Regions from separate parts of the Mus musculus genome. Here region 2 is linked to region 1. A link is a contact called in public Hi-C data. All regions are on one chromosome and are shown on one strand. The core of a region is the stretch at or near the end of the contact, and the rest is flanking DNA. Distances in the headings are between cores, read along the strand shown. Region 1 overlaps Pvt1 (Pvt1 oncogene). Region 2 has its middle 14 kb from the start of 4930449C09Rik.

The links. A called contact is a pair of places that touch in the nucleus more often than the background predicts.
Region 2: a contact with region 1 is called in a Hi-C map of bone marrow-derived macrophages, with 9 read pairs. The contact joins two enhancer-like sites. A contact is called at or near these places in 2 of 484 Hi-C or Micro-C datasets (the G1E-ER4 cell line and bone marrow-derived macrophages) and 1 of 115 datasets of contacts at active chromatin or transcription factors (stem cell-derived neural progenitor cells).

The regions. Positions count from the first base shown.
Region 1 is chr15:62,219,238-62,224,999 of GRCm38.p6, forward strand. The region is part of intron 2 of Pvt1 (Pvt1 oncogene); the gene reads left to right. It also overlaps the pseudogene Macroh2a3. Among named protein-coding and RNA genes, the nearest start is that of Pvt1, 180 kb to the left of the region's middle. Within about 2 kb of position 3,629, at least 62 of the 459 cell types and tissues checked have an H3K27ac peak or open chromatin away from gene starts, as enhancers often do. A contact at or near this core is called in bone marrow-derived macrophages, where this site is marked.
Region 2 is chr15:63,701,507-63,707,268 of GRCm38.p6, forward strand. No RefSeq gene overlaps it. Among named protein-coding and RNA genes, the nearest start is that of 4930449C09Rik, 14 kb to the right of the region's middle. Within about 2 kb of position 3,310, at least 42 of the 459 cell types and tissues checked have an H3K27ac peak or open chromatin away from gene starts, as enhancers often do. A contact at or near this core is called in bone marrow-derived macrophages, where this site is marked.

The DNA.
Region 1 (5,762 bases), core at 2,379-4,878:
AGGTAGCGCATCAACCGGCCTACTGGAAAGATGACTCCGGCCTTGGCTGACTGGGACAGCTTGGACATTTTCTTCTTCCCGCTCCGGCCTGACATCTTGCCTCGATTTTCCTCTTAGCTTGCTGACAGAGTGGTCTCTTGGCACTTACACAATACTGGTGCTGTGCTGCGGGCTCCGGGCGACCGGTGGCCTAGTGAGCTCCAATCCCGGCCGCAGGTTCGGCCCGCGTGCCACCGGTGCTGGGCAGGACCCTGCCTTTCTTGGGGTTGTATCTGTGCGTGTCAATGGCGGCGAGCAGCAGTACTCCCGGCCTCGGATAGTAGGGGGTGGGGTGGGGGGAGGGAGAAGGGATTCCTCCCTCTTCCCCACATAACCACCTCTAGGAGCTGGTGCTTTCTTGAATGCATCACTCCTCCCAGAATTGGACTTTGCGCTGGACCCAGGATAAGCAAGCCTTAAGGCCTTGCTGTAGTTGACGATTCCATGGACCGTTTCTTTCTCCGACTGTAGTTGCTTAGGATGGGGAAGGGCAGCGGCTCAGCAGTTGGTAGAGACCTCAGTCTTCTTAAAGCTTATTGAGTTGATTCTGGTTCAGGTTATGGGATAATCCAGGCAAGTCTCTAACCTGTCTGAGCAGGAGGAGCTTGACCAGGTAGTTCCTAGGACACAGTTTTGGTCCTCTTGAAAGGGGTATTGTATTGGGGGATGGGGGTGGGGACTGAAAACATGTCCTTTTCATTTTACCTTTGCTTGTAGTGCGAAATATTTACATTTTGTAATGCAACAAAATGTGCGTTGGGTGAGAGGCCAATGCCCTGGGAGCTTAGTTGTGACTCAGTGTTGTCCTTCACAGATCACCGCCAACCCCAGCTATGGATGAGGGAAGCCTCTTTGACTCATTAGGGTTTTGGAAGCAGAACAAGGGTTGTCAGGAAGCAAGTAAAGCTTAGAAGCCTCATCACAAGACGCCTCGAGAAGGAGAAGCAGGGCACCGCTTGCCTTCCTTTATAGATGGAGATCCAGGCCTAGGAAGTTCGTCTCCTTCCTACTGACTGGTCCCCAAGCCCACCTCTGTGTTGCCAGTGGCTCCCAAAGCTTTTGCATTTACAGCTGGAAGGAAGAGATAGTTCAGCCTCCTTGCTTTTTCCATCACTCATGTTTCTTAGAGGAGCGTGTGTGTGTGTGTGTGTCTGTGTCTGTGTGTCTGTGTGTGTGTGTGCACATGTCTCATTTTTTTCATTTGCTGCATAGTGCTTAATAGTTTTTTTTTTTTTCCTTAAGGCTATACACGCCTCTTCCTTTTGATCCATTTCCCCCTTTTTATTTCTACTTCTGCCTTTACTCAGGTCATAGAATTTCTTTTTCCCTCATCCTAAACTCTTGAACTACTCGATTTCTCTCCCTCCTTACCTTGCATCTGTCCATCCATCCATGAAAGCTGCAGCCCATATAGATGCTGGCATATCAGGCCAAGTCTAAAGGACCTGCCTCCAGGTGCTATGTCTAACTAGACAAGGGAAGATCCCAGAAGGGGTCCCTTGGCACTGGCTTTTGCTGCTGGCTGTGGGGTATAGAGGAGAGCCATTAAGACAGGTAGTGAGCCATTGAGCCACTGGGTCCTCTTCTGCCTCCTGTGGACTTCTAGGACCATTACTGGCTAGTCACCGCTCCATCCTTCCTGTCCCATCCCATCATTAGTTTGGACCTTTTTCTGAAAGTAGGAGGATGTGTTCTGGTATTGTATTCTGGGACACTCAGGCTAACGGGTCCTTACTAGTCATTCTTATCTTTGTGCTTCCTGACAGTGGGGCCAAGAGTCTCACTCATCACCATATCTCCACCTTCTAATACAATTCTGGGTATGTGCTTGATACACACTGTAGGGTGCATGAATGAATGGCATAAATGAAATAACAGACAGGCTGGGGATGGTGTTGAGAGGCCACCCTGGCTAGTTATCTGGGCTTGTGTTTCCGGGGGTCTTATCCCCTCTTGTCAGATTCGGGTCCAGGACAACGGTTCTATTGTTCACAGATAGCATAGCCTATCTGAATGCCTCTCTGGGCAGCCCTCTGTCACACCCTGAGCTCCTGCCCTATCTCTGGCCCCACCTGGTCCCCTTGCTGACACCCGTGCGGTGGGCCTGAGGAAAACTTTCATGTAGCCGGCATGACTGCTCCTTGATCTCTTTTCCCCTGTGTAAAAATTCATGGAAGAGTGCACCTGAGTCTCCTTCACTCTCTGCAGTTGCAGGAGGCCTAGATAATAGCTTCCATAACTCCTCAGTGTGACTATCAAACATACAGCTTAATCTCAAATATGGACGTTGTCTGACAGGTCCATTCCTATTCCACTCTGCCGTGGGATAAGCTGAGGTCCCCAATGACATCAAGGTCACATGACAGTAGTAAAAGAGACTGAAATTAGAACCAGCCATCCACCCTGACCCATCTTAGTCCTTTTTTCCATAAGTGGCCCACCCACAACACTAAATTTATTTCTCCTTTCTTACTTTCCTCACTTTCAAGTGGACCAAAGAGAGATTCTACAAATGTGATAACTCAGGATGGTTTTGAGTCTGTTATTAATTAACCGCATCTTGTATCCTTCATGTATCTGAAGGATATCTGAAAGATGTCTTAGGTACGGCCACCCTAAGGAGCTGAAGTAGCTCCTAGAGATTGCCTAGCGAAGGGCTGGGTAACTTCTCTCTTCAGTTTTATTAGCTGTGGTTATTGAATTGGGACATCTTTATAAAATGAAATGCTATATAGCTATTTAAAAGAGTCAGCTGGAAAGAAAAGTATATGACTTATGCACATATTAATTAGTTGAATTTAGACTTCTACAATGTGCATATATATATAAAATATGCCATATTATATATACCATATACCAATTATATATACCATAAATATGTGTAATTTTTATTTGTCAATTAAAATTGTTCAATTGTAGTTACTAATGGATCTTGGAGGCAATGCAGAACATGGTTGAAATAATCACTCTAAAGAATAGCACCAATCTTAGCCATGATGACTTGGCTTTTTTAAAGGAGGGTATAAAATAGCAGAGTGTGAGGTTCACTTCCATCTCCTCCTTAACACACAGCCACGGTCCCCCACATCAGCCATTCAATCTACTGCAGACACGGTACCCCTGTCATGTTCTGTTATCTCTGTCTCTTCGCTGACCTGTCAGTCTTTCATGAAGTCTAGTCTAGCACTGCTTACAGATACAGTGAGATTACCAGGGCCAAGCCAGAATGGACATGTAATGGATTGTCCAGGGATACGAATGAATGAACAAATGAATGAACGAATGAATGAATCAATAGAGAAGAGAGAATTTTCCCGCAATTTCTTTCTACCTTCTACTCCTTGAGTGCATGAAGCCAGTATCTAAGTCCCACTCTCCTCTCTCCCTCTTCTGGTCCCATCCCTGCCCCCTTCCTCTCCTTGAGTATCTTGACTCAACAAGGCTTCCTCATCCTTCCCAGGCTTCAGAGAAATCAGGAGCGGTGAATGATCGAAATGGACCTTTGAGATTACAGTGTGGAGCTGACATTGCCAGTTAAGCCTGGGCAGATCTGACTTAATTGATTTAGTTGTTGGAGCAGAGACAACCCAGAGGCTTGGATCAGCCTCCCCATCTGACAGTGTGCTGGTGAGTCAGATCTGTTGGGGTTTGAGTCTGTGCTCTGGGTACGGCTGCCTGGGTGACCTTGGCTGTGTTACTCACCCTTGTTGAATCTCAATTTCCTGATCTGCAAAAGAAGACTTAAGTGCGGCTTTGGAGGTCCTGGTGAGGATGAGCCTTGATAACGCTGGTGCAAATGCCCTTTAGAGACAGCAGGAGGGTGAAAGTGCTTATTGTGTGTAGAGTAGAGGAGGTTGCTGTCATTTCTCAGGGAGGAATCCCAAGGCCAGGTCAGAAGAGGTTATAATTTGACTCTTGTTCTGTTCGATGCACTTCTCAAACTGCCCAGGGTTTGCAGCTTAAGCGCATAAATTATCCTGCTCCAGCAGACCCTGTGTTCTGTAGTGAGCCATATGTTGGAGGAGATAGAGATCCTTATCTAGCAGAGTAATATTACCCAGCAAGGGATGACATTTCTTATCAGAGGCTGAGGAGTCAGAGATAGGAGCTTTTCTTTTCAATGGCTGCCAGACCTCTATGTCCTGGGCTGGCACGGTGGGTGGTGGGAAGGGCTTGATGCCTAGGAGTGGACAGCTGATGCTGTTGCAGGCATCAGCTGGCCTTCATCTCTTATGACAACCAGGCCTGCTAGGCTTGCCTTGTCAGAAGTGGGTCCTTTAGAGATTTTTGCATGTGGATGCTCTGATAGCGACTAGGCAGAGGGGAGTGAGAAAGGAAGAGGGGAACCTCATAATGGTGCAGGCCAACATTGGGTGGAGGCGGAGCCCCAGCCTGTGTCAGGCTCCCCTTTCTAGGAGCACAGGCAATCCCCTGCTGCATGGACAAAGCCTGGCTTTCTATGCAATGGCTCTGTAGGGTAGGGTATCTCTGTTCCTACTAAAACCAAGCTGTTGGAACGCTTCTATGCTCCTCCCAAGTCAGCTTCCTAGAGGCTCTGTGCCTTGTGCTCTGTCCTGGAAGTTGAGTTGTATGGATGCATCCACAGGGTGACTGAACTGTGAAATGCTCAGCTTCTATCGGGAGGACAGACCTGGAGTTTGTTCTCCCTCTGACACACTGCTGGTACTTTCCTAATTCAGACAGTATCTACACAGAAGGTCTACACAGAACGTGCCATCCCTGTGTTACTTGCCAAGTGGTCCCCTTAAAGCCTCAGTTTCTTTGTCTATAGCAGGATGAAGTGATGTCAGATCTTTCTATCTCTCCCATGACTAGTTTTGAGGGTCTCAATTTCAAGGCCATGGCTTTCTGAAGGAAAAGAGTTTATGCAGACCCCGAGACCTGTTCTGAGGAAAAGCTCACTGCAGATGGGGTACCATCATGGACCTGGTTGACTCCATGCTTTGGGAATGTGACTTGTATAAAAGGCCCACGATCAGGCTTCTTTCCTTCCTGATTTTTGGGAAGTCTTGTCCTGTCCTGTCCAGCTCTGCTCTCAAGTAATAATCTTGCTTCATCAAAAGGAAAGAGAAGTGGTTTTCTTTCTTCCGGGACCCCTTCCCATCAGCAGTTCCTCTCCCTCTGCTTCTTTCCTGGTAGCCCCACATCTCTGTTTCCATCTGTCTCTTCTCTCTCCGATCAACCTTATCTTGGGGCTTTGGGTTTTCTTGTCATACTCAATTTTGACAACTCTCATATCCCTTCTCAATGACCAAGCACAGATACTGAAAGCCTAGGGCTGACTATGCCCTTCTTCAACGTAAATATAGCCAGCATCTCTCAGTTAGCTTCAGGATTATAATCACACCTCTTGATATAGCATTTATGGGTCCCATCAACATCTCCCCTTCCATGAAGCCAGCGTGGTCACCTTTGACCCTCCCGTTCTCCACCCCCATGTCAGGCGTCACTCCTCAAAACCAGGTTTCATTTCCTATGTTATCCACTCTGCATTTTTCTCTGACTTGTGTGATTTAATCCTGTCATTTTGCATTTGTGCTTCTGACACCTGTGCCTCTGCCAAGTCCACCTTCACCTCTGGCTGGCTATGTGGCTGTGAGGTTTGCATGCATGTGTCTTTGTGCTTATTAGTTAGTGTCCTTTTATTTCCATTTGAAGGGCTTCCTTTAACATTTCTTTAATACAGGCCTTGCCATGTGTAG
Region 2 (5,762 bases), core at 2,060-4,559, 1.5 Mb after region 1:
ACTGTATAAGCCAGGTGTGGTAGCACATACCTAGCACTTGGTGGGAGAAGGGGGGAATGCAGGAAGATCCAGGATTTAATATCATCTTAAATTACAAAGTAAGAGGGAAGCAAGCCTGGGCTACAGGAAACCCTGCCTCACAAAAGAAAAGTTATATGATAAGTTGTCAAGACAAAGTTTCAGGATAAAGAGGTTCCTTCCTACTTCAGTTAATGTAGGAAACCTGGAGATGAGCCTGCCCAGTTGAATCATATATCACTAATCATTGACCATGCTAACATTCATAGTCAATTTTTCATTTTTTATTATGTTTCAATATACAATCTAAAATTTTTATACAATATATTTTGATTCTATTCTTTCCCCTCCATCAGCTCCTTTTAGATCCTCCCAACCTCCTAACTCATCCAACTCTGTGTTCTTTCTCTATCACTCTCTCAAAAAAAAAAAGAAATGAAAATCAAAAATAAACAATCCAAAACAGTAATACAAGAAACAACAACTAAAATAAAAAGCACACAAAAATAGAGTCCTCCTTGCATTCTTATAATATATGTTGATCAGATTCTTTCCCCTTCTGCATAAAAAGCAATTGTTAGGCTTGGCAATACAACATAATGATTAAGAAAACTGGCTGTTCACCCAGAGGACCCAGGTTCAATTCCCAGCACCCACAGGTGGCTCACAACCATTTGCAACTTTAGTTCTGCAGAACTGGACTCTGTCTTCTGACCTTCTTGGGTACCAGGCACACTTGTAACACAAAAATAAAGCACCCATTGGGTGCAGGCAAAACAACCATGCACATAAGAAAAAAAATTATAAAGGAAAAAAAGAGAGAGTTGCTAATGCCACAGTAAAATTGGATCTTTGTCTAATTCCTTCAATTTACTCCAATTTATTCACCTAATTAGGAAAAAAAAAGGAATATTTGGCATGCCAAAAATAGGTAATATGTAAATGAATTACATCTAAAATAAAGTCAGCTATGAGTAGAAATTGTATGAAGAGGCTGACAGTGCTGCTGCTCTTTACACCCAAACCTCCTAAGACGAGGTCAGGTATGGTGTGACATCTGCCTGCCTCTCTTTCTTCTACTCTTCCAGGGAAGTGTATGTAGCAGGTAAGCTGACCTCTTCAGGAAGATCAGAGGACTTACTAGGCAGGCTGTGTCTTGTGTGTCTCTGCACTCCTCATTGCATAGCGCTCTGTCACATGCTTACTGACTCCTTGAGGATTTAAAGGCATTTAATCTCTTTCTGCATACTTTCTAGATCCCTGAGACATCACATAGTATCTAGAATATGGGGAGTACTTAATAAATGTTCATTTGATTAAATGAAATCACCAAAATGACGATGTCTACTCTGGACTGGAGTCTAGTATTTTCCTTCAAATTTCTTTAAAAAAAAAAAAAAGGCTAAACATGGCTTGCCTAGCATTCCATACCTAAACTGGGTACAAACAGATCAACCAGGGATATCTCTAAAATTTTCATGAGAAACATAAATAATGAGTATCAGCCTCCATTTTCAGAATGAAGAGAAGGCAGAGGAGGTTAAACATGTTTTTCAAGGTTAGAGACACTAAATGAGAGAGACAGGTTTGGACTGATGATCTGGGTAGCTTCAGAACATGCATACTATCCCTTTCAACTAACTTATCTTCTCACTCTCCTGTATGTAAATACATGTAGGCACAGGATCACTCACATGGCACTAGACCCCTTTTACCTCTAAGAAGTCTAGGCTCAAAGACACCACACCCAGGGTCAAAACCAGCCATGCCCTGTGTTCACTCATTCATTTAATCAATTTGACTACCAACAGTTAAGTGCCCTTGTGAGCCTGAAACTACTAGGTGCTGGGATACATTTGTGAGCAAGATTGGTGATTAGAAGAGGGAGATGGAGCAAGGGCTGACAAACGTTCTTGTGAAGAACTAGATAACACCTAGTTTAGGCTTTGAAGTCCAAATGGTCTTTGTCACAGCCATGGAGCATCCCCTCTGGAGAGCTGAAGCAGGCCCTGATACTTTGCAATCATATGGACCAGGCCATATGCCAGCAAAACTTTATTTACACAACAGGTAAGCTTGATTTGACCCACAGTGATGGCTTGGCAAACCCAGAGATAAGACAATAAACATGGAAATGAGTAGAGATAGACAGAAGTACAGAAATAACTGTAAGGACTCTAAAGGAAATAAAAGAGTGTAACAGGGTAAAAGAAGACTAAAGTAGCTTTAGGTAGGACAAGGGAGGAGGTGACACTTGAAATGGAAACTGAACGCTAATGAATGCTGAGAAAATGCATGTCCAAGAAGTTAGAATAATTAGGCCAAAATGGAAACTGAACGCTAATGAATGCTGAGAAAATGCATGTCCAAGAAGTTAGAATAATTAGGCCAAAGTGGCTAAGGTGGGGTGTGTGTGAGGAACAAAAACAAAGCCACCCCATCTGGAACAAGAATGGTACAAGGTCAGTTCAGATTTCATCTCGCTTGAAGGGCACCAAGAAGAGCCTGGTTCTTCTTGGTGCAGCAGAAAGCCCTGGGAGGTTCCAACAGCACAGAATAAGTTTTCCATAGTGCATTTGAATACATTAACCCCAACAACTGCATGGTGGAGGGACACCAGAGACACAAAACAAATGGAGGGACAACAGACAAGTGCTTTGCATAGAGACAGAGCAAAGGGACACTATGAAATGGCTGGGCTCTGGAGAGATTTTGACAGTAACTGAACCACAGGGTGTTGCCGGGACTTGTACACGGAATGAATGATGATGGAGGACCCCAGCCTGTGTGTGGTTTCATGTGAGGATCCAGAGCAACTGCTGAGCATTGACGAGCATCCACCATCAAAGAGAGGGACGGCAACAGCAAGAACCAGTGATAGGGACGATCTGAAGTTTGACCCTAAATGTCCTACAAGGTGGTTCAGGAGAAGCAATGAGGTGCCTGACAGGTAGCTCTTGCTTTGACACACAAACCAGACAGGCAAGAACTACTCAAAGTCTGCTTTAACTTCAAATCACCAAGACGCCAAACAGCAGGGAAGCTAAAGCTAAGGCAGCCTAGCAAACAGTACTCCAAAAATCCAGCAGTCTCTCCGTAACAACCGCAAATGAAGATCTTAAAAAAAAAAAAAAATGTTCGTAATAAAAGTGAATATAAGACACTTCCTTTTCGAGAAATGTGGAGACACGGGAGAGGGAGGCAGCCCGAGGCTCTCTGAGGAAATCAGTCAGCACTCTAACGCTCCAAACGGCTGATGCCCAGGCCTGGCCTGCAAGGGACTTGAAGACTTTCACCCAAGAGAGAGCCATACTTTCTGTTCTCACTATCAGAAATGCTGTCAGGCACATAGTAAGAGTTATGTAATAGGAAGCAATAGTTTCCGGCCATTTCTCCATCCTTCTGTTATATAAGAATCATGCCAAGATGAAGTGGCCAACGTCTAAGCCACAGAGATGCAACCCTGTCAAGTAGATTTATAGTTGAGACTTCCTTTTCTTCTTCTTGTTCTTCTTCTTTTTCTTTTTTCTTTTTTTTTTTAGCAAGTACTTCCCACCTCCTAGGTCCCTTCCCTCAGGGTTTCCCAATATACCAGTTTCCAATTTGGTTTTTTTCTCATTAGATGGACCTGTCCCATTCATGAAAAAAAAAAAAAGCCATACATTCATTCATTCACAGATGTATTCATCCATGCATTTATTCACCCTACCAACCAGTCATCAAAAAATTATTTCATTCACCATGCAACAATCATCTCTTACCATATACAAGATTCTGCAACGATGTGGTTGAAGGAGAATAAGCCTCAAATAATGAATCTGCGTCTTCTAGCTAGGCGGCCTAGGACAAAGGGCTGAAATCTTCTGAGCTTCATCAGTGATGTGATCTAGGAAAGTCACCTTAGTGGCAATTGTGGGAGGGTTAGACACAATGAGGGGGATGCATCTGCCTGAGCTCCTGTTGGTTTTTTGAATATAAGCATAAATTTGATGTCAAGATAGCTGAAATGGAAAAGACAAACATCTCAGCTCTTGGGGGACTGGAGAGATGGCTCAAGGGTTAAGAGCATTGACTGCTCTTCCTGAGAGCCCAGGTTTGATCCTCAGTGCTCACCTGACAGCTAACAACCATTTCTAACTTCAGTCTCAGGGGATCTGATGTCTTTTTCTGGCCTCCCTGGGCACCAGACATATGGTGCACAGTCATACATGAAGCAAAACACCCTTGTACATAATACACACACCAAAAAATACATTTAAGAAATCTTAAATCTATCAACAAACTAAGCACCAATAAGCATCTAAGAAAAAAACCCTGAAATTAAGCATGATAATAAAAGACTACCTCTAAGTTGGAGAAGAAGGCAAATCAATAACCCTCACCATTTTTATTCTGTATTTTACTAGAGGCTATAGACTGTGTCGGCCATAGGTATGAAGAGAACTAAAGAGAAAATATATTTAAAATTAAAACATTAAAATTTCTTTACAGATGAAGGGTGTTTACACAAACTGCTAGGCTAAGAAACTTTTGGAATTGAGGAATGAGTTCGCTAAGGTTAGAGGACGAGAGTAAAGTATTTTAAATATAATTTTTAAAAAATGATACCTCTTGTATCCCAGCAACAAACAGCTGCAGATGGCGTTTTGAAAACAGTACCTATAAAATCTATACGTCAAAATTGCCATTAAAAATATCTAAATTAGTCCACAACTAACATTTATGGACTGAAAGGAAGGCTCAATAATCTTAAGATGACCATTTCTTTAAAATTGATTAGCAGAATAACACAATTCCAACATTAGCTTGGCAGGATATTTTTAACTACAGGTAGTTTGTTAAAACAGGAAAAGCACACCTGAGAACAGGAGTGGATTAGCAACCTAGAGAAAGGTCTGTGCTCAAAATGTCCCTGGTAGGGGGCTGGACAGATGGCTCCAAAATTAAGGGAATTTGCTGCTCTTGCAGAGGAACAGAGTTCAGTTCCCAGCACCCACACGCTAGCTCACAGCAGTCTATAACTCCAGTTCTGGGAAACACAGTACCCTCCTATGACCTCCATGACAAATGCACACACACAGTGTACCTACATACATGCAGGAAAAATTTTCGTACACAAAAACTTGAAAATAAGCAAATATTTTTAATTCTAGTGGGATTATTTGTCATGCAAATTGACAAATCTATTCTAAAATGGAAACGGAAAGTCAAAGCATCGAGAAGAGCAAAAGCAATATTGTCAACCAGAACATAGTTGAATATGAATATAAGCAATATCGGAATTAAAGGATGATGGCAAGACTACAATAACACAGTGTTAGGTGAACACAAGGATAAACATAAAAATCAATGAGATAAGACAGGTTATCCCGAGGTAGACATTTGATATTTAATCAACATGCATTGCAAAAACCATTGGCAAAAGAACAGTCTTTTTCAACATTGGTGCTAGAACAACTAGATGTTTATAAGAAAAGTGAAATAACATACTGAGTTTATAAAAGTCTTAGAAGAGCACGCCTAAGAAAATTTTTTTCTTTTTCCAGTTTTTTATTAGGTATTTTCTTCATTTACATTTCAAATGCTATCCCGAAAGTCTCCTAAACCCTCCCCTACCCTGCTCCTCTACCCACTCACTCCCACTTCTTGGCCCTGGTGTTCCACTGTACTGGGGCATATAAAGTTTGCAAGACAAAGGGGACTCTCTTCCCAGTGATGGCCGACTAGGCCATCTTCTGCTACAT